Regions from separate parts of the Sus scrofa genome. Here region 1 is linked to region 2. A link is a contact called in public HiChIP or PLAC-seq data. All regions are on one chromosome and are shown on one strand. The core of a region is the stretch at or near the end of the contact, and the rest is flanking DNA. Distances in the headings are between cores, read along the strand shown.

Region 1 (2,745 bases), core at 221-2,720, 270 kb after region 2:
TCCTTCAGCCTCTTCAAGGCACTCTGGGTGGGGGAAGGGCGAGCCCCAAAATGTCACTCGCCAGAAAACTGGGTCACTTACCTATTTTTTTTTTAATTAAGTTTGTGTGGTGATGGCCTCATCTGCACCTGCTTGCTCAGTAATTTGACTTTGGTGGTGACCAAGTGAAGAATGCACTTTTGGCTTCAGCCACGGGGTCTAGTTCTGGCCCCTGGAAGGAAGCTCTGGGAAAAGAGCAAATGACTCTTGGAAACGTTTAAAAAAAAAAAAAAAAAAAAAGCCCTGGTGTTATCAGGCCCTGAGCTGGCAAGGAAAATAGCCCAGGTCCAAGTTGGTTGAGGAAGAATCTTGTTCTCTGAGGAGTAATATGCATCTGAGCCACACAGAGTTAAACGAGTGGGCGTCCCGCACCTGTCGGTGGGATTTTAAATGTGGTCAGCCTGTCTGGAATCTGTGCAATTTCTACAACCTACACACTTTGTCCTAAACCACAAAGTTAAGGACAGGCAGACTGAAGGTCACTCTGCTTCAAAACAAGGTCACCCTAAGACAGTCCAGAAGCAAACAGAACCAGAATAAATAGGCAGCTTGAGGGTGGCCTCATTACCCCTGTGTCCCTCCTTGTCCCTCCATGTCATAATGACGGTGGGCCAGAGGCAAGACCCGTCCTCACCTGGTTCAGGAGAAAAATAACCTAGAAAATGAGGTTGCTACCTTGTGTTTTTTGCTGTTGTTCCTTCGTTTTAAAAGGATAATCACACTGCATTTAAGGAACACAGAATAGTAATAACACCAATGGAGGCCATGTCTCACACACCGCAGTGTGAGACTCACATGTCCCCATCAGTCCCTGCAGTCCCTGGTGTCAGTGGTTTGCTCTCCCACTTACTGCTGTGTGACCTCATACAAGTGTCTTAACATCTCTGAGAGTCAGCGTCCTCAAGGGTCAAACAGGAATAAGAAGGGAACTTAGTTCACTAGCTGATAGGACTGAAGGAGAAGATGCTTTGAAAGCATGGTGGGGAGCCTGGCACTTAGCGAGAGTCCATAAAAAGTCGGCAACTATTATTACCAGCGCGGCAGCTGTGGAACTGAAACAGAGCATCTCGCAACCTCCACCAAGGGCGCATCTGTCTTATATGGTAAAAATAAGATTGGAACCCAGGCTCTCCTGGGCTGTTGCTTCCTGCTTCGGTCAGTGGATGCGAGTTCATGGCACAAAGCCCAGTGACAACAGTGCCTCCTCTACTGGCATGGTTTGGCAGACCACTCTGGCAAACAGCCCGCAGTGCCCCATTTAAAAAAAAAAAAACCCTCTACTGTTTCTTAGGAAAACTTTTTGATCGCCTCAAATAAAACACTGTTTGCCGTGCCCCCACCCCCCGCCCCCGGAACAGAAACAGCTCAGGAGAGCGGGCTCCTCCCTCCGGGAACCTGGCAGCTGGACATCAGCCAAGAGGGGCAGGACAGGGTGACTAAGCAGAAAGTGGCCTGCTGCTCAGAGCCTGGCCACCCTGCAGGCCAGGAAGGGAAGGCCTCTGTGAGGCAGAGAGAAGGACACTGCTCAGGTCCTGGGGCGCAAAGCGTCCTTTGTCCCCAGGGACTTCAGACAGAAACTGCCCCATGTTGACATTTCAGCTGGCAGAACAGGCCAGGCCTGGCTGGGAGAGGCAGGAACCCCCTGGGGAGCTGGGAGCCGTGGTCCACACCCTGCAGCCTCTGTCCTGAGCTCCCCTTACATATTAACTTCTTTAATCTCGTAGACCAAGTCGTCTGTCATTATTCCCATCTTGGAAACAGGAAAACTGAAGCTCGCAGAGGGCAAATAACTAACCAGGGATGACGCAGCTGTTTAATGGGGGAGCCAGGATTAAACCAAAAGAAGTCTGGCTTCTAAGCGAGGGGACACAGCGGCCAGGTCTTTCCCTCCCTCTATGCTCGGCTACTTCTTGGGTGAGTTTAAAGCTGAGGGCAGGATTCCACGGGTTCTTGAACCTAAGCAATTCCCTCCATCCCCACTTCACCCGCCCTGCAACAGGCTTCACTCTCTCTTCCCCGGATGCTGTTACTACCTCCTAACAGCAAGGTCCTCCATCCAGCCAAGCTCCCCACCCTCAGCCATCCTGCCTCACAGCTGATGCTCCAGCAGAAGTGCTATTTGGAGGGGGCTGGCACACGCTGTGCTGCTTCTGGCTTGTCTCAACTCTCACTCTCTTTACTGGAAATTACATTCTTCCCCAGCTTCTCCGTGGCTGATTGCTCCAGTAGGACGCACCTTGGACACCACCTCCAGGAACCCATCCCTCTCTCCTCAGGCTGGAGGAAGCGGCTGGTGGAAGCACATACCCCCCAGTGTGTATTTCCAATATTGTGCTCGAGGGCAGAGAACTTGTCTAGAACTTTGCTTCTCTCGCATTGGGCACTGTTCCTGACCTACAGCAAGAACTCCATGAATGGTCATTACACATATGAGACAGGTGACTCCATCACCAGCAAGTGTCAAAGCGTCACCCCTGTAAGGATCAATGGCGGGTCCCCATGGCTGGCTGCGGACTTCCAGTCCTCTATTTCCAGGTCCCTAAAAGATGGCACACATTTCCTGTCTCCGTGAGGTTGGGGGAGATCCACATGGTCGATACTGACCAACAAATTGTAAATGGAAGAGAGATACGTCACTTCCGGGCTGCACATTCAATTACAGAGGCAGGACCCTCAGAGCACCGTGGTCAGCGCATTGGAGATGCC
Region 2 (2,769 bases), core at 108-2,607:
GGGAAGTGGCAGAACCAAGGCTCAAACCAGTGCACTCTCTCCCCTAAGGCACAGGGCACCTCTCATTGTTTCCAGGTATCAGATCAGGGACGATCTGCAGAACTTGGCTTTGTCACTGAGGCAGGGTGGGACAGGTGCAGGGGGTGAGTCAAGCACTGGGAAGGGGTAAATTACTGAGGAAAAATGGACTTGCCCAATTGCCTGCAGAATAGCTTGGGATTTGACCATCATTTGGGTTGTGTAATAATCCAACCTTCTCTGTGTCTTAAACAATCTGGTAGGTGATTTCACAAGGTTGTTGAATGAAGGAGGCACATGAAACCCTTAGCACAACACCTGGTCCTCACAGCCTCATGCCTTCCTAATTCATGGGCATCATTATAACATAATTAATAATTATTGTTATTAGAATGAATTTTTAAATATAGTCTATATATGCAAATGTATACAGGTTTTTTAAATATTGTTACCAAATTCCTTTTCATTATTATTATAGTTGATTTACAATGTTTTACCAATTTATGCTGTACAGCAAAATGACCTTTAATATCAGATTAAGGTCTATATTTTCAAGTCAAATTTAAAAAATTACTCGTAGAAACTATGAACATCTCTCCTCCCACCCTCCTTCCCACCAGGTCCCAGTGCTGCTCAGAGAGACACAAAAGCACAATTATGACTGTTACCGTAGGAGGAGGATCAGGAATTGACCTCCAAAAAAAAAAAAAAAGGGAGTTCCCCATCACGGCTCAGCAATAAATAAGTAGTATCTATGAGGACATGGGTTCGATCCCTGGCCTCACTCAGTAGGTTAAGGACCTGGGGTTGCCATGAGCTGTGGTGTAGATCGAAGATGCAGCTCGAATCCCGAGCTGCTATGGCTGTGGGTGCAGGCCGGCAGCTACAGCTCCAATTAGACTCCTAGCCTGGGAACATCCATATGCTATGGTGCATCCCTTAAAAAAAAAAAAGGAATTAACCTCCACTGTGAAACTGCAGAGTAATAGAATTTCACAACTTCCAACGTCTGACAAACTTCATAGCAGTATTTGCAAAAGCAATTTTGCAATGACCACACTCGGGAAATCCCCAAAGAATGTTTATAATTCTGCAGATTGAGATTTAATTCTAAATTTTCCCCAAACCACATTGTCCAAAAATGTAACACTCCTTTTCAAATTAAAACAGCATGTGTGTATTAACTCAGACAGAGCTCAAAACTGATTTAATTGGATCAAAATTTCAGACCCTTCATTTCAGTGATTTTTGAAATCATACATAGTTGTAAGCAAGTTACATATCCAATGGTGAGGAATTGGGTCAGTGACTCTTGGAGTCTCAGTGGTACTAGAGTTACTATTAGCCCAGGGCCACAGGGAGGAAGAAACACTGCCAGCAGACATGTGCTTTTTGGGAGGAGGGATAGAAATGTTCTTGAATTAGAAAACTCCTGTGGTTTCCCAATCTTGTGACTACACTAAAAAACACTGAATTGTATACTTTAAAGGGCTGCATGTTATGGTCTTTTGAATTATCCCCATTAAAAAAAGAAGAGGGGAGTTCCCGTCGTGGCTCAGTGGTTAACGAATCCGACTAGGAACCATGAGGCTGCGGGTTCGATCCCTGGCCTTGCTCAATGGGTTAAGGATCCAGTGTTGCTATGAGCTGTGGTGTAGGTCGAAGACGCAGCTCGGGATCCCCCATTGCTGTGTCTCTGGAGTAGGCCGGTGGCTACAGCTCCGATTCGACCCCTAGCCTGGGAACCTCCATGTGCCTCGGGAGCGGCCCAAGAAATGGCAAAACAACAAAAAAAAGAAGGGAGGTTGGATTTCCCTGTGGCACAACAGGTTGAGAATCTGACTGCAGGGGCTCAGGTTGCTGCCAAGCCTTGGGTTTGATCCCCAGTCCGCACAGTGGGTTTAAGGATTGGGTGTTGCTGGGCCTCTGGAGTAGGTCTCAGTGGCAGCTCAGATGCAATCCCTGGCCCAGGAACTTCCATGTGCGAGAGCAGGCCATAAAACATTAAAAAAAAAAAAAAATTTTTTTAAAGGTAGCCAAAAGAGATTGGTAGAATTCTTTGTAAATTGAATCTGTAATAGAAAATCTGAAAAAATAATGTTATATGAATATAATTTTTGATATAGACTAAAATTCAACATGTTAAGTAGGGAGGGGAGTCGTGTTTCAAGGGACAAAATCTGACCCTTTTTGATTAAAAAAATAATATCGGTGTCTAGATGGACCTATAGAATCCAAATTGTTAACTGGTTATTTATGAGATTACAGGCGATTTTTAGTTTTTTTTGCTTCTCTGGGGATTTATTTTATTTTTGATAAAAGGAGGAAAAAGAAGAAAACAGTTGGACGGGAGGGGGCAGGACAGATGGCCAAGGGAGAAGTTTTACTTGAGACCTTCAAAGCACCCAAACTGAGCAAGCGTCAACAATGCTTCGGGCGAACTTGACAATAGGCGCTGTGTTAGAAAACAGCCCTCAACTGCCAACAACACAACGACAAACAACAAACAAAGCTCCAGTGTTTATTAGCTGACTGCCCTCCCCCATCCCTTTCATTTTGATTCAGAAAAGGCGGGGACCGTCACCCCCCCACCCCCATATAAGTCACAAGCAAAGCCCCCCTCACCTATCAGCTGCTTTCTGATAGACACCTTCCATTCTCCTATTATCAAAGAGACCTAATTCAGTATGTTATGAATGATTTTTTGGAGGGGCTGGCTCTGTTTTATTGGCATCATGCACAAAGCCATAC

What was found. HiChIP or PLAC-seq counts read pairs in DNA pulled down with a chosen protein or histone mark.
Region 1: an H3K27ac HiChIP or PLAC-seq map of alveolar macrophages shows a contact between it and region 2. The contact joins two enhancer-like sites. A contact is called at or near these places in 1 of 47 Hi-C or Micro-C datasets (heart right ventricle) and 1 of 2 datasets of contacts at active chromatin or transcription factors (alveolar macrophages).

Annotation. Positions count from the first base shown.
Region 1 is chr8:10,532,176-10,534,920 of Sscrofa11.1, forward strand. No RefSeq gene overlaps it. Among named protein-coding and RNA genes, the nearest start is that of C1QTNF7, 120 kb to the right of the region's middle. Within about 2 kb of position 1,471, at least 52 of the 83 cell types and tissues checked have an H3K27ac peak or open chromatin away from gene starts, as enhancers often do. A contact at or near this core is called in alveolar macrophages, where this site is marked.
Region 2 is chr8:10,259,159-10,261,927 of Sscrofa11.1, forward strand. All of the region lies in intron 4 of LOC102158082 (a long non-coding RNA gene), which reads right to left. Among named protein-coding and RNA genes, the nearest start is that of CPEB2, 150 kb to the right of the region's middle. Within about 2 kb of position 1,358, at least 12 of the 83 cell types and tissues checked have an H3K27ac peak or open chromatin away from gene starts, as enhancers often do. A contact at or near this core is called in alveolar macrophages, where this site is marked.